4 separate regions of the Mus musculus genome follow, and all the other regions are linked to region 4. Evidence: chromatin contacts called from public Hi-C data. All regions are on one chromosome and are shown on one strand. Each heading gives the region's core, a stretch centred on a gene start, on an enhancer-like site or on the middle of the called end of the contact. The rest is flanking DNA. Distances are from core to core; before and after follow the strand shown. Region 1 overlaps Wdr25 (WD repeat domain 25). Region 2 overlaps Wdr25 (WD repeat domain 25). Region 3 has its middle 43 kb from the start of Begain. Region 4 has its middle 60 kb from the start of Dlk1.

Region 1 (3,460 bases), core at 951-3,450, 380 kb after region 4:
ACATGTTATTAATGGAAAATCAGCAATCTGGTGGCAGTCCTGAGTGGATATACATTGTGAACAACAACAACAACAGCAACAAAAACCTTACCAGAAGGTTAGAGCATTTCCCAGCCATCGATTGCTAATACCAAAAAGAAAAATGCCATGGTAAATGCAAATAAAATTTTCCCAGAAAAAAAAAAGTTTAAAATAATCACGCAGTGCAAGAACAAAGCCTGCAAGCTTACACTTGAACTGGGAGTCAGGAGAGATGATGCATTCTGTCTTAACAACAAAAACACTGCTGGCCGGCTGGGAGGTAGGTGGATGGATCTCTAAGATCAAAGCCAGCCTGATGTACAGAGCTGGTCCCAGGACATCCATGGCTACAGAAAAGCCTGTCTCAAAGAACCAACCAACCAAACAATCGATACTGCCCAGCTCTGTCCACTGACAGCAGAGGACACTGAAGGCTACCAGAGAGCTGACTGTGGTCCCTAGACCCAGCGAGGCTCCCGAGAACAGCACTAGTGAGAGTCCAGGACTTTAAGAACTGCCATAGCTGTGGCACACATTTGGGGACAGTTTGTCACACAGTACTGGTGGTATACATGGCACTGCAGAGGAATTCTATTCAGACCATGGAACTATCTCAGCATGGGGGCAGGGGACCACTGCACAACGGTAAGATGAAATGCAGTGCACCAAGCCCAGAAGGGTCCCTTCCACTTGCCTACCATCTAGATGTTTCACTAAAAGCTCTGGACCAAACTCAAAAGGCTGAAGAAACCCAAGCAGTAGCTGGTGGGCTGGGAAGTCCAATGAGCAGCTACAGAAAGCTTGGCAGGACAGTGAAACCATACAGTGGAGCCTCACTATCAGCAAGCATCCTAAGCAAGCCCGCCGTTATGACACAATTGCTATGCCAAAGTAAAAACGAATACAGCCTTAACTATCTCATCAGTGGGCTTCCTGAAGGAGAAAGAAAGGAGAAAGGAGGAGGTCAGTAGATGTGAGCCCTGGGGGCACTCACCCAAGGAACAGCCCATGACACAACAGAAAATGCTCACGTAATCCACAGGAGACAGGAGAAGAACAGCAAAGGAAAGCAAGACAAAATGGGAAGCGGTAAACGGTAGGGCCCAATTTAACCACACGATAATCACTTTGTATATAAATTATTTAAACCACTAACTACAACCTATAACATTGGATTTATTTTGTTTCCCCTGAAGTTCCAGCAAAGCAAGATGTAGTGCCACCACCTGCAGGCCAACTTGCTTAGGAGGCTTGCTTGGATCCAGGAGTCTGAGGCCAGATCCTGTTTCAAGAATAAATAAATGAAAATTAAAAAAAAAAAAAAAGACTCAACGAGCTCATCACCAGAAAGCCACTTTAAATCAAACCAAACAGATAGACTCAAAGTGCTTGGTTGAAAGGCGCACCGTATTAAAGCTAATCAAATGAAAGCCAGCGTGGCTGCGTTAACACTGGGAGGGCCAATGTGGAGAAGAGGAACAGTTAAGAGATGGAGTTGTCAGCTTATCTCACAACCACAACCCAGACACTTGCCGATAGTTCGACTTCCAGAGTGTGCAGAGCAAAGGCGGCCAGCTCTGCCAGGCGGCCAGCTCTGCCAGGCGGCCAGCTCTGCCAGGCGGCCAGGGGAGCCCAGTTAGGCCCAGGGATCTTTCTGACAGGTAAGACAAACCAGGACCAGGTCATTCTTCGTGTTAGGACACTACACAGGCCTGTGACATAAACTACCAGACCTGAACAGGCCAAGCACACTAGCAGCTTCCTACGGGACGGATGGGACCCTGGATGTTCCCACTGACCTGAGGGTGAAAACCTCAGGACCGGGTGGCTTCCTGCTGGGGTTATAAGGCCACACAGGCTCATGGTTTAAGTGCTTATCCCCCCTGCCAGTTGTGTCATTTAGGGAGAGCAGGGGACCTTCAGGAGAGGGGCACCAGGGGCGGGCCTGGCTTCTGGCCTCCCTGTTTCAGGTCTGCTGTGATGGACGTCTCTCCCACTCCCAGTACTACTGAGGCCCTGCCACACCCTCTCCACCATGCCTGAGCCCATCGGCCCTCCTCTGGATTGCTCCTCGTCGTGTGCTTTGATCACAGAGACACAAAACCAACAACTAACAAGTGATGGGGTGATGGGGGTCCTGGAAGGACCGTCCTGCTTTCTCTGGACAAACCAAGCCATTTACAAAGGCAACCCGAGAGAACAGGGCTTATGAGTGAGATGTACAACAAGCTTTGTTATCAACTTTATAAAAATAGCTATGCCCACCAAAGATAATAACCATGTATCACGGGGCGGTAAAGTTGAAAGTCTGTATATAAGTCTTCCGGAAAAGAGGTCCATGAGTGAGGAGGGCAGCTGCTAAGAACTCCTCAGCACAGGGCTGGTAAGGCAGCTCAGCAGCTTACGGTGCCTGCTCCCAAGCCTGATGGATTGCATTCAAGTCCGAGGACCTACATGGTGAGAGGGGAACACTTGACTCCCACAAGTTGCCCTTTCACCTTCACTGTGGCACACAGTGCCACATAGTGCCCGAACACAATAAATAGAGATTAACGTAAAAACAAACAAACTTATAACACAGATTTAGAGTTCCTTCAATTCTACTCCAATGTTCCCTAAGAAGCAGTTTCATAAAGTTTTTGTAGAAACAGAAGAGCAAATCAGAGAACCCCAAATACAGGCACTGGATGCCATCTGATTATTCTCTGGCTTTTGGTTAGTAGAAACTAGGGTATTTTAAAGTTAATACATTCTGAAGGTTTTTATCTGTTAGTCACAGGACATTAGGTCTGACACAGAAATGGGCAAGGAACGGCTATGTAGGAGAATAAAGATCACTCAAGACAAACTGTAATTAGGCTGTGGACCTGCAACATTCCAACCTCCCCACCCACGGCCACCAACGCTTTAATGTGCTAACAGGGTTTGCAGAAGGTTCCTTCATCACAGCTTCTTTGGGGAACGTTTGTTCATGGCAGAACAGAAGAATCCTAGCCCTCAGGCAACTAGTACAGAACTTCAAATAGAAGCAGTGAACTCCAAACCAAGAGAACTGCGAAGGAATCAGATCTGCTCTAAGTCGCCAGCGTCAGCCGCCTTGCTCTAGTCCCATGGGTAACTGTGGAATAAGACAATGATATTTCTCACAGTTCTGCAGTTTGGAAAGCCCAAGATCAAGGCACCAGGAGACACAGTGTGTGTGAGGGTTCTGCACCTTCCTGCCATCGCACCAGGCAGAGGGAGCAGAGGAGACAAACACTGTCTCCACAGGGCAGGAGACATGGAAGAGCAGAGAGGGAGGTCCTGACGAGTCCCCTCTGACGCCACTTGAAAGAACCTCCATCTCCTAACAGTCACCACCCAGAGCTCTAACCTCTCATTTTACATTGCTTTACAATTTACTACTGTGATTTATATCACACATGTTAGCACCTGCATG
Region 2 (3,406 bases), core at 121-2,620, 410 kb after region 4:
CTGCCATCTCGGGCAGGTAGGAGGACTCAACGTTAAGTGCTATGCAAAACACTCTGGAGGAAGCAACCAAAGAGGGCCATTATTGTTTGAAAAATTAAACCCTAACTTATTGAATTCATCTGTGGTTAAATTAAAAGCTAAAGCCAAGGGATGCTGGGTTTTAACCATGGGAACCTTAAGAGACTAATGACTGCTGGGCTTTCCCGGGAGGCCTGGAGAACACAGCAGGCCTGGGCTGCCTTGCACCTTTGCTGAGGAGCCTTGCAGAAAGGAAAGGCGGGAGATAAGTCAGCAAGGAGAAGCTTGACCAAGAGCACTGGCCGCTCTGAGGTGAAGGTCTTTCTCCTGGAATCCGTGGCACTCTCTCACCTCCCCCAAACGGTCGCCTGTCTATCAGTTCTCCCCCTGGGCGGGGCTTCTTCTTGGGCTAGCTGTAACAGACCTTTCACCTTGGGACTATCTTGCTTGTCTGCTTGTTATAGGAATTTCTGTTTATTCACTGCAGGCTTATAGGAAATTGAGCTTTAAAATATGTAATCCATTGGCACTTGGCTGTATTGATCTGGTTATAATGAGCTCAACCAGTATAAAAACTGTTTGGATCTTCTTGGAGTTAAGAAAAATTACTTCTTTTCCCTTTTGGATCGATAATGATACAAATAGAAACTATGTTTCTGGGCTTGGGGGGGGGGGTGTCAGCACAGAGTCCTTGCTTATGAGTCTGAGGCTCCAAGTTCAATCCACAGCCCTAGAATAAACCGTCCTTTAAAGCAAAGCCATGGTTCAAGGGTTCCACAGAAACTCTGAGTACTCACTCTCCAAACACTACCACTTCCATAGCTTCTCCATCCAGTACCACTGAGGGGCTGGGTGACCCAGGCAGGCAACCACTGAGCGCTGGGATAGAAATCAAGCTTACCTGGGGCAGCCCCTCCTGTAGCCAGGGTGACAACATCTGGCAGCCTAATGCTGAGTCGGGGCCTATGCACCTCCATTTTCACTCAGCATGTTTGGCTCCCAGACCACTCCTGACTCATCAATGGCACTTCAGATGAAGTGAAACCCAAGTACTGATCCCTTTGAAAGAGAAGGGACGACCATGCCCCCTGCAGGGAGCTCACCTTGGCTATGCTACTCTGAGGTCACACGTGGGAAGGGGGACCAACATGTACAGTAAGCTTATCCCCGCAGGCCTGGTTGGATCCTGCACTTGTCACACAGCAATCCTGGGTAAGGGCAGGAACTAATCTGCATCTCGGAGCTGAGGAAAGGGAGTCTGGTGAGGGAGAGGACATCTGGCCCTACGGCCAGCCACACAGACACTGACTGGCTCGTCTGACCCCAGAGTCCCTCTGTCTGCATCCCACCTCCAGACCCACCGGCGACTCGTGACCTTTCCTCCTCCGTGGCTCTTTGTTCCTAGCCACAGACTCAGGGACATGTAGGGAAAATGTTGACAGGGAAAAGCTTGTGTTGTTGGCCCGTGGTAATTGAGCCTATGTTCCCAGGCAGCAGGCATATGACTCATCTCGCTAAAATCAATATCGTTACAGCGTCCTCTGGGAAGTATTCAGCCAGCTGTAAATGTAACCATCCTGACTCAAAGTTAAGGAGAAAAGAAGCTTGCTAACGTTCAAATCACCCTCTGTGCAGCAGGATCAGGGCCATGCGGGCAAGGGGGCAGAGGCCAGGCAGGATGCGGGCTGAGGGCCAGGTAGGCCTTGTCTGCATGCCCACTGGCACGCTCTGGGCTCAGAGCCTGACAGCCTTACTGCAAAGCCATGCTCAAAACTGCCCTTCAGGGGTGGGTGTGAGAGCAGACACAGAAGAGCAGAAGCAAGCCCTGGACCTGACAGACAGTACGGCCACATGGATGGTGGCTGCAGGAGCTGGCAGCTGCCATTCTTTTCCTTCCAAGCCCAGCCACTTTCAATTATCAAGCTGGACAAAACTGCATTTCTTAAAATTAGGAGGTGGGGAGTTAGCTTGCAAACCAGCTGTGTTTGGCTGTAAGCAGCTTTGTTGAAACACATAAGCCACCATACTAACATCAAACATGGCCTGACTGAGTTCAGATCCGGGGCCAGTCAACAAAGGGGGCCTAACCTAAGAAGAACCAGTTGTTCCTTGATGGCTGCTGCCCACACAGAGGAGAAACATGGCTACTGTAAGCCCATTTCAATCAATAAAATCGTGCCAGGGCCTGGTGTCATCTTCTTCATAAGGAGGGCTGGCATGAGTGTCCTAGCTATGGATAAGAACTGCTTTATGAAGATGAAGAAGCCCTCCCTAGATGGGAGCCAGTGAAAGGATGCTTAGTTTCCAGGAGAAGGGGTCACAGATGGCAGACACATGCAGAAGGGGGTTAAAGAAAGGGTCTTGTGACATGGCTAAAAAAGGTGGGGGTGGGCAAAGGTGTACCTGAAGGACAGTAGCCAGGGACCATCATCAATTTGAACCCTGCTGGAGAAGCCCTCAGTGGCAAACAGACACAAATGCCAGTCTGAGAACAAGCCTACCCCTTGGGGGCTGCAACAGCCAGCGCTCACTGTTTCCTTTGTGGTTTTCAGGGGCACTAAACGTCTTCCTGAAGTGTGCTGGGGAAACCCAAGTGTGCCACACAGCTTGAAGACCTACAGAGGCCCTGGCTGCGGCACACCACTTGCTTCAAGCACCCATGGGAGCTAGTGGCACTTCAGAGGCTTAGCCTGACAGAGCCTTCTCGAATGGTCTCTCCTCCAAGCCTCTTCGCCACGGCCTTCATATGGACACTTTTCACTCTTCCTATACCAAGAGCTCTGAAACTGTCAGGGCTAGCCCTGTTCCTGCTGGAACATAGCTGTCCACAGCTCAAGAAGCATACTTCAGCTTGCCACTCAATCAGAGAGGTCAGTCAAGATCCTGCAGGCACTCCATCCTCCCAGAGCCTGTTTTCTGTAGATGCTGAGACACTGCCTGGAGACAGCCAAGCACTCTGCCAAAAGTTAGGCCAAGCTAGTTTGTCCAGGACAGGGAGGGGTGTGGGAAGGCACACTAGTCCATGTGTTGACAAGATACCTTTGCCAGCCCCATAAGCCCAAGCTACATCCAGCTGTCACCAACAGTTGGATGACCTCAAGAAAGTCATCAAGGGGGGCTGGAGAGATGGTTCAGTGGTTAAGAGCACCGACTGCTCTCCAGAAGGTCCTGAGTTCAAATCCCAGCAACTACATGGTGGCTCACAACCATCTGTAATGGCAGTCAGGACACTAAGCATCCCAGAGAGAAGGGGGGATGGCCTTAGCCAAGACTTCCTAGAGTTCTTCAGAGGGCTAGACTGTGGGGTCAGCACACCTACCTCAGACCCCAGATAGAGAAGAGGAGCTGCCACCCACCACCAAGAAGAGCAACTCTGAGGGGCTGACAT
Region 3 (3,071 bases), core at 392-2,891, 280 kb after region 4:
CCCCATCTCTGGCTGCCTAACCAGTTTCCCATAGTGCTCAGGACAGCAGAGAGGGTGTAACTTGAGGTGCCCTGGCTCCTGGTCAAATCCAGATCAGAGGTTCTGGGGGGATGGGAACTTGGAAGTGGTCTGCCTCAGGCCATCTCTGTCTGCTGCCTTCTCGAGCTAGACTATGGACTTGCTGGGGCAAGGATCAAGTCAGTCTCATTTCTGGTCCTTAATGGCACCCTAAATAGTTGTGTTTTACAAGTACCTCCGGTGGGGGGTGGGGTGGAAAGAACTACAAACAATAGACAAAGCCCAGGGTTCTAGCTTCCTCCCAAATGGGCATCCATCCACTCTGGGTCCTGGGGGGCTCTAACTGACAACACTGTGAACATTGACAGCAAAGTGTCTGAGATTGCCTGGCTGAACTTCCATGGGGCCCAGAGCAGACCCCTCCCCCTGACTCCCCTTTCTGGGTCCAGTAAAGAAGGTGGTTCTCTGCGAAATGAAGTAGGTTAGCATCCTTATCGGAACCCTCAGGGCCGGATGTCTCGGGATCCTAAATCAGTTCACTTTCTGAAAAAATCGGGCATTGTCTTCACCTACCGTTACCAAGCATCTGAAGAAGCAGGAGCGGTACCTCCATCACATGTCCGTGTCACCATAGTGCATGCATGTACCCATTGTAGAAGCCAATACAGACATGTGGTGGTGCTAGCCCCTGGCTGCCTGCCTAGGCAGATGTTCTGGACTCCTAGAGCTGGCGGCTGACCATGCAGAGAAGCCTGCCTGGCTAGGTAGAGCTGCCCCAGCCTTGCCTCCCATTTCTAAACCTTGGAGGAAGGGTCAGTGTCTTAGTCAGAGTTTTACTGCTGTGAACAGACTCCATGACCAAGGCAATTACCATAAGGACAACATTTAATTGGGGCTGGTTTACAGGTTCAGAGGTTCAGTCCATTATCATCAAGGCTCATTCAGGCAGGCATGATGCAGGCAGAGCTGAGAGTTCTACATCTTCATCTGAAGGCTGCTAGCAGAATACTGGCTTCCAGGGAGCTAGGATGAGATTCTTAAAGCCCACACCCACAGTGACACACCTACTCCAACAAGGCCACATCTACTCCAACAGGGCCACAGCTTCTAATAATACCACGCCCTGTGCTGAGCAGATAGGAAACCATAACAGTTTCCTAAAGGGCAGAAGAACACAGGCAGGAATTGCCAAGGCTTAGATAGTGGTCACAATCCACTAGACTTGACATCCAGGCAGAGTCACTGCCCATTCTAGATCAGTTCCATCCCTAAAGGATTATAGGGCCTAAAACACATTGGCGTCCCCATTTTCCTTCCAGAAAGATGGGCCCGGGGATGCAATGGCCTAACAGCCCCTCAGGGGATAGGGCATTTGGGTGTGAGTGACAGAAGATAGCTTCCTCTATCAGAAATGCAAATAGGCCAACCCGGGCATTCTAACATCCGGGTTGGCTGTTCTGGTGGGTACCAGAGCCTCCTCAGCCTCCAGACCATTTTCCATAACTGCATATCTTCCAGAGCAGCAACAAGCAGTGGCTCCTTCTTGTGAATGGAGTCCCATTCATGCCACCTGGGCAGCAACCCCTTGGGACATTGGCCCCAGATCCTGCGCACACGCCAAGCCGGCTGAGCACAAGTTGCCAGTGTTGTGAAGCCAGCGCCCTGTGAACAATGCCTGCCTTCTCTGCGTTCCAACAGTTGACTGAGAAGTTCTCCCAACAGGCGAGGCTGCCTCCACACCCACCCTCCCCAGGGAGCCTTGACTTTTACCTCAAGCTCTACAAATTTTGGATCAAAGTGCTTGGGGTTCCCTCTCACTAACGAAAAGGAGACCCGGGATGTTCGAGGAAAGACTTTGAGATTTGTGGGCTTCTGGACACTTCCATCACTCCCTCCATAGGACTTGCAGGGCCCCTGTTCCTACCACTGGTTACAGAGGCATCAGCAGTGCAAGTTCCCTGGTTAGGATCTGCTCATGTGATGCCTGCAACAGGCAAGAGCTGGGCAGTGGCTCCTCCCACCCACAGCCAGGCAGGTACCTCCAGGTACTTTCAGGCAGCCCTTTTGAAGTCAGCTGGGGAACCACAAAAGCTAATTTCAAACTTCCCTTCTCTCCCAGTGTCAGTTCTAGACAATGCTTGCCCTGGCTCTGATTTCTGGGAGACGTGGACTAAATAAGGTAGGTCATTCTCATCGTTCCCATTCGGTGAGTGGACAGAGGGATAGAGAGATAGCCCAGCTTTCCTCCTCATAACTCTATACACACATGATATATTTCATACATAGGTGATCTGCCTCTTCCTTGTTCCCACCCTCTATGTAAGAATAGTTTTCATAGACAAGAATCCGTTTACTTCATCAACAGTTCCTCTCCAAGTCCAGTGTCTTTACAATGTGCCCTGAATGGTCCTACCAACCAGAGCCGTCTCTGTGTGATGAGGGAGCAGCCCATGTGACCACCCTCACTTCCAACCACCAGCTGCCACTCCATTCCACACAGGAGCCAACACAGGGCTTTTGGCCCCTCTGCCCTCTATGTTGCCTGCATGAGGGTCACAGGGCCTTTGCCTGCTCAGATGGGGAGGGCAGATGCTTACAGGGGTCTGGGCTTGACTCAAGGCAAACCTTTCAATATGGAGATTGGCGGATTTTGTTTTGCTTTTCTTCAGAATTAGGAAAAAAATGTGTGAGAAAAACATGCAACCCCAAATGTATATTTTTGTCTACTTTAAGTGTGCATAGTTCGGTGTCATTAGTGATACCCACAGTGTATAACCTTCAGCCTCACACCTGAAGTTCTAAACAACGGTCTCTCCCCCCCTCCCCCCCCCCTCTGCTTTCTGTCTCTGAATTGGCTTCCTCCAGGAAGTGCTTATAGCTAAACTATACAGTACTTGTCCTTTCACTGCTAGCTCATTTCACTCAGCATAGTGTTCTCCAGTTCATCCACAGAGTGGAAAGCAGCCGAACCCCCTTTTATTCTACTGTGGGGACAGAGCACCTCTTCCTACTTCATTCTTCTCTCAGGGGACACTTGGCTCCTTTCCCTCTTT
Region 4 (3,448 bases), core at 839-3,338:
GGGTGTACTAGGGTGCCCTTCACCCCACCACTGCACCCCATGGTGGGGCAACACTGGATCCTGAGACTCCAAGAAGGAGGAGAACAGCTTCCTCCATGCCAGCTGCCGCTTTTGCAGACACACTGCTTTGACTTTTGTGGGGTTGCTTGTTTATTTTGGAAACAAAGTTTCCTTTTAGCCCAGGCTAGCCTTGAACACACTGTATAGCTAAGAGGGACTGTGAATCCTGGGTTCTTCCATCTCCATCTCCTAAGTGCTGAGGTTACAAGCATCCTTCTGTGGTGCTGTGACTCAAACCCAGAGCCTCCAGCATCCTAGGCAAGCACTCTACCAACAGAGCCTCATCTCCAGACCTCCACTGGCTTTTAGTTGGCACCGTGGTACCCTCAAAGATGGATAGACATGGCACCCGCCCACTAGTGGCTTCTGGGCTACACCATAGTGGTGTAGCATAGGCCCCACCTTTGTGTCCCTCAAAGTCTCTTCTGGCTTTCCCAGGCCATCTGTGACTGACAGCTGTCCTGCTGTATTTGAGGCCTGAGCTGGAAGGCCGTGATTCTCCCATCTTTAGTCTTTTCCCTGTACTGGTGGATGACATCCAGGTGACACACATCACAGCATTTGGGGGTGGGGTGGGGGATGGACAGCCCTCGGAGACACTGTTAGCCCATCTCTGCTCTGTCTTGGCCCCATCCTCAGTGGCAGGAGGACTGTGCCAGGTGCTCTCTGGGATCTTCTGAACAATGTCTCCCCACCTCATTGTTCATCACTGACCCCTACCCATAACCTGGAGACAATGGCACATGTTCCAGCCACAGAAGGTCAGTCTCCAGCAGGCCATCATTAGAGTGTAACCAGGGACACATCACACTGGTATTTAAAGAGAGAGAAGGGAAGGACATCTGAAGACCAGCTTGCTGCCTTGGAGCGGGAGGCGCGTGGCTCATTGCTCCCAGCCCCTGGGGCTATAATTAAGCCAGGCAGACGCCGAGCATGTCTGCGGCTCAGCTCAGTCCCAGCACAATATTCCAACCCACGGTTAAATGAGGATAAATAAAGGCAGCCCCTGACAACAAGGACGGTGCCTCTGATTGCTGTCTGCAGACAGCAAGCATAGAAGATGGACCACAGAAGTGGCCTCGGGATGGCTGGAACACGCAGGGTCCCTGGATAAACATGCCGGTCTCTCTCAGGTCTTCAGTGTCTCCATTTGCAATATAGGGGAGCAGAAGAGTCCTGTCCCCTGCCCCCTTACAGTCTGTAGTCTTCAGTTTGCTCTGTTTTAAGCTCTCCACACTGAGATCCTGAAAGAGACTCTCAGAGGATGTTGGCAATGTGGGGTTCTGCAGGATGCCCCTCCATCAAATCATGTGTGAGGGTCGCCTGCGCTGAGACTGGGAGAGGAGAGCTAGCGGTCCTCGATTCTGGGGTCCCTCTCAGAGCTTTGCTGTGGCTGTGGTGGCCTCCTCAAAGCTCCCAGAGAGAGGATATCTCCAGTGGGGCCTGAGGTAGCCATGCAGTCCTCTGGGCCTGGGGGTGAGTGGCTGCGTGGTGCCCTCAGGCCACCAGGGGGCAGAGGCGGTCAGGCGAGGCCGCTTCCTTCGCTTGGGTGAGCGGGGCTGGGCAGCCGGCAGGGGATGTCCGCAGAGGAGGCTTGCAGTTGGCTGTGAGCGCGGGGCAGGCAGAATGCTCCTCCGTAGTCCAGAGGGTCGGAGATGCACAGCCCTCTGCTATCGCCCCTCTGAAAAACTTATGAGAATGCTGTTTAGGCTTTCTGGGGGCCACTCAAGACTGGGGACCAGGAGACCCAGAGACCCAGTCTTTGTACCATCCCGGAGATGCTGAGGGTTTGCTCAGTATGGTTCAGATCTTGTCTTTACTCGACGCATTTCACAAGAGGGGGAAACTGAAGCTGAGCAGGTCGGGTCTTGGGGCTCAGACTACCCTCTTTCTATCTTCTACCAGCTGGGGCAACTTTACCATTGTTATGGGGAAACGCTGTGAGACTTAATTCCCCATCCAGACAAGACAGGTTGTGCTTGGCACAGAAATCGTTATTCAAAAATTACAGACTCTGGTTGTTTCTATGGAAACATTTTTCACCTCATGCAAATGAAGCGAGAGGCACGAAAACAACGCCTTCCCTACCTCCCTCCTTCTTTCTGGAAGCTTAAAAAGAGGTTTCTGGAAGTTTAAACTAGCACAGCACACTAGGACAGCCTGTGGCCTGCAGACAGGTCACCCAGGGGCTAGCAGGGCAACTTCGAGCCTCCCTGGTTCTTCAGATCCAGGCTGGTTGACTTAGCTTCCCTTGAGGGGTAGGGTGAGCTGTGGGCTTCAAATGTAGCCCCTTAGTCACTCTCAAAAGGGACAGCTCTTGCCCATTCAGTCTTCATAGTCAGTGTCTCTGTATCCAGCCAGGCCAGCCAGCCTGCTCTGACAACACTCTGTCTGTTTGTCTCCTTGCTCATTTTGCCATAGGCAGCCAAGGGACAGACAGAGGTCAGGGCACCTTTCCTTCTATGTTAACTCAAACCCCAATGTCTGACTCCAACTGTGTGGACACAGGTAGGGCTCTTCCTTTCTGATCACAGGGACAGTGTGGGTGACCAGCAGCCACTTTGACCATTTCACATGTGGCTGGGACTCCAGCCAGCATGGAAAGAAAGCAAGAAGAGACAAGCTTACAAGTGGGGATAACAGTGCTCTGGGAACTTTACCTTGAGTTACCATGGAAGCCTGACATAGGTGGCCAGATGCACCAGGAGCTGGGGACTTGGGACGGCACTACCTGTATAGGAGCTGAGACCTAGGCTCAATGTTAAAATCAGAGATGTCCATATCTCAGGATATTGGATAGCTTGTTACCTCCACAGACCTAAGTTTCCCCAATCAGGGGGAACCAGCACATTTCTTTATACCTCACAATGTGGTCCCTGGACATAGCTGCCTCCATTCTCCCTCCTCGCTGAACCCTGCCTGCCCATTCTGGGTGCCAGCCTCAACCCAATTGCCATGGCTTCAAGTGCAAGTCCTGGCTTGGAGACACCTGGGTCACTGTCTTAATTTGGGTTTTACTGATGCTGTGAAGAGACACCATATTCAAGGGAGCTCTTCTAAGGACAACATTTCATTGGGGCTGGCTTACAGGTTCACAGGTTCAATCCATTATCATCAAAGCAGGAGCATGGCAGCATCCAGGCAGGCATGGTGCAGGAGGAGCTGAGAGTTCTACATCTTCATCTGAAGGCTACTAGAAGACTTCCGGGCAGGTAGGTGGAGGGTCTTAAAGCCCACCCTCACAGTGACACACTTCCTCCAACAAGGCCACACCCACTCCAACAAGGCCACACCTCCTAATAGTGCCACTCCCTGGAATAAGCATATTCAAACCACCACAGTCTTGGTGGTTTGCTATCTCCCTCTTCTGGTTTCTCAAGACCCTCTC

The links. Hi-C and Micro-C count contacts between places; a contact is called where the count stands out from the background.
Region 1: a Hi-C map of the N1E-115 cell line shows a contact between it and region 4, with 7 times the contacts expected there. The contact joins two enhancer-like sites. A contact is called at or near these places in 3 of 15 datasets of contacts at CTCF or cohesin (large pre-B cells, pro-B cells and stem cell-derived epiblast-like cells), 16 of 484 Hi-C or Micro-C datasets (the N1E-115 cell line, astrocytes, bone marrow-derived DN2 thymocytes and 8 more), 3 of 115 datasets of contacts at active chromatin or transcription factors (embryonic basal ganglia, embryonic stem cells and oligodendrocyte precursor cells) and 1 of 9 other capture datasets (embryonic stem cells).
Region 2: a contact with region 4 is called in a Hi-C map of the N1E-115 cell line, with 3 times the contacts expected there. The contact joins two enhancer-like sites. A contact is called at or near these places in 1 of 15 datasets of contacts at CTCF or cohesin (large pre-B cells), 5 of 484 Hi-C or Micro-C datasets (the N1E-115 cell line, Sertoli cells, embryonic fibroblasts and 2 more) and 4 of 115 datasets of contacts at active chromatin or transcription factors (SST interneurons, embryonic basal ganglia, embryonic stem cells and 1 more).
Region 3: a Hi-C map of the N1E-115 cell line shows a contact between it and region 4, with 5 times the contacts expected there. The contact joins two enhancer-like sites. A contact is called at or near these places in 2 of 484 Hi-C or Micro-C datasets (the N1E-115 cell line and nephron progenitors) and 1 of 9 other capture datasets (embryonic stem cells).

The regions. Positions count from the first base shown.
Region 1 is chr12:109,016,966-109,020,425 of GRCm38.p6, reverse strand. The region is part of intron 4 of Wdr25 (WD repeat domain 25); the gene reads right to left. Among named protein-coding and RNA genes, the nearest start is that of Gm52002, 27 kb to the left of the region's middle. Within about 2 kb of position 2,200, at least 2 of the 459 cell types and tissues checked have an H3K27ac peak or open chromatin away from gene starts, as enhancers often do. A contact at or near this core is called in the N1E-115 cell line, where this site is marked.
Region 2 is chr12:108,982,900-108,986,305 of GRCm38.p6, reverse strand. All of the region lies in intron 3 of Wdr25 (WD repeat domain 25), which reads right to left. Among named protein-coding and RNA genes, the nearest start is that of Gm52002, 61 kb to the left of the region's middle. Within about 2 kb of position 1,370, at least 39 of the 459 cell types and tissues checked have an H3K27ac peak or open chromatin away from gene starts, as enhancers often do. A contact at or near this core is called in the N1E-115 cell line, where this site is marked.
Region 3 is chr12:109,109,636-109,112,706 of GRCm38.p6, reverse strand. No RefSeq gene overlaps it. Among named protein-coding and RNA genes, the nearest start is that of Begain, 43 kb to the right of the region's middle. Within about 2 kb of position 1,641, at least 15 of the 459 cell types and tissues checked have an H3K27ac peak or open chromatin away from gene starts, as enhancers often do. A contact at or near this core is called in the N1E-115 cell line, where this site is marked.
Region 4 is chr12:109,392,136-109,395,583 of GRCm38.p6, reverse strand. No RefSeq gene overlaps it. Among named protein-coding and RNA genes, the nearest start is that of Dlk1, 60 kb to the left of the region's middle. Within about 2 kb of position 2,088, at least 33 of the 459 cell types and tissues checked have an H3K27ac peak or open chromatin away from gene starts, as enhancers often do. A contact at or near this core is called in the N1E-115 cell line, where this site is marked.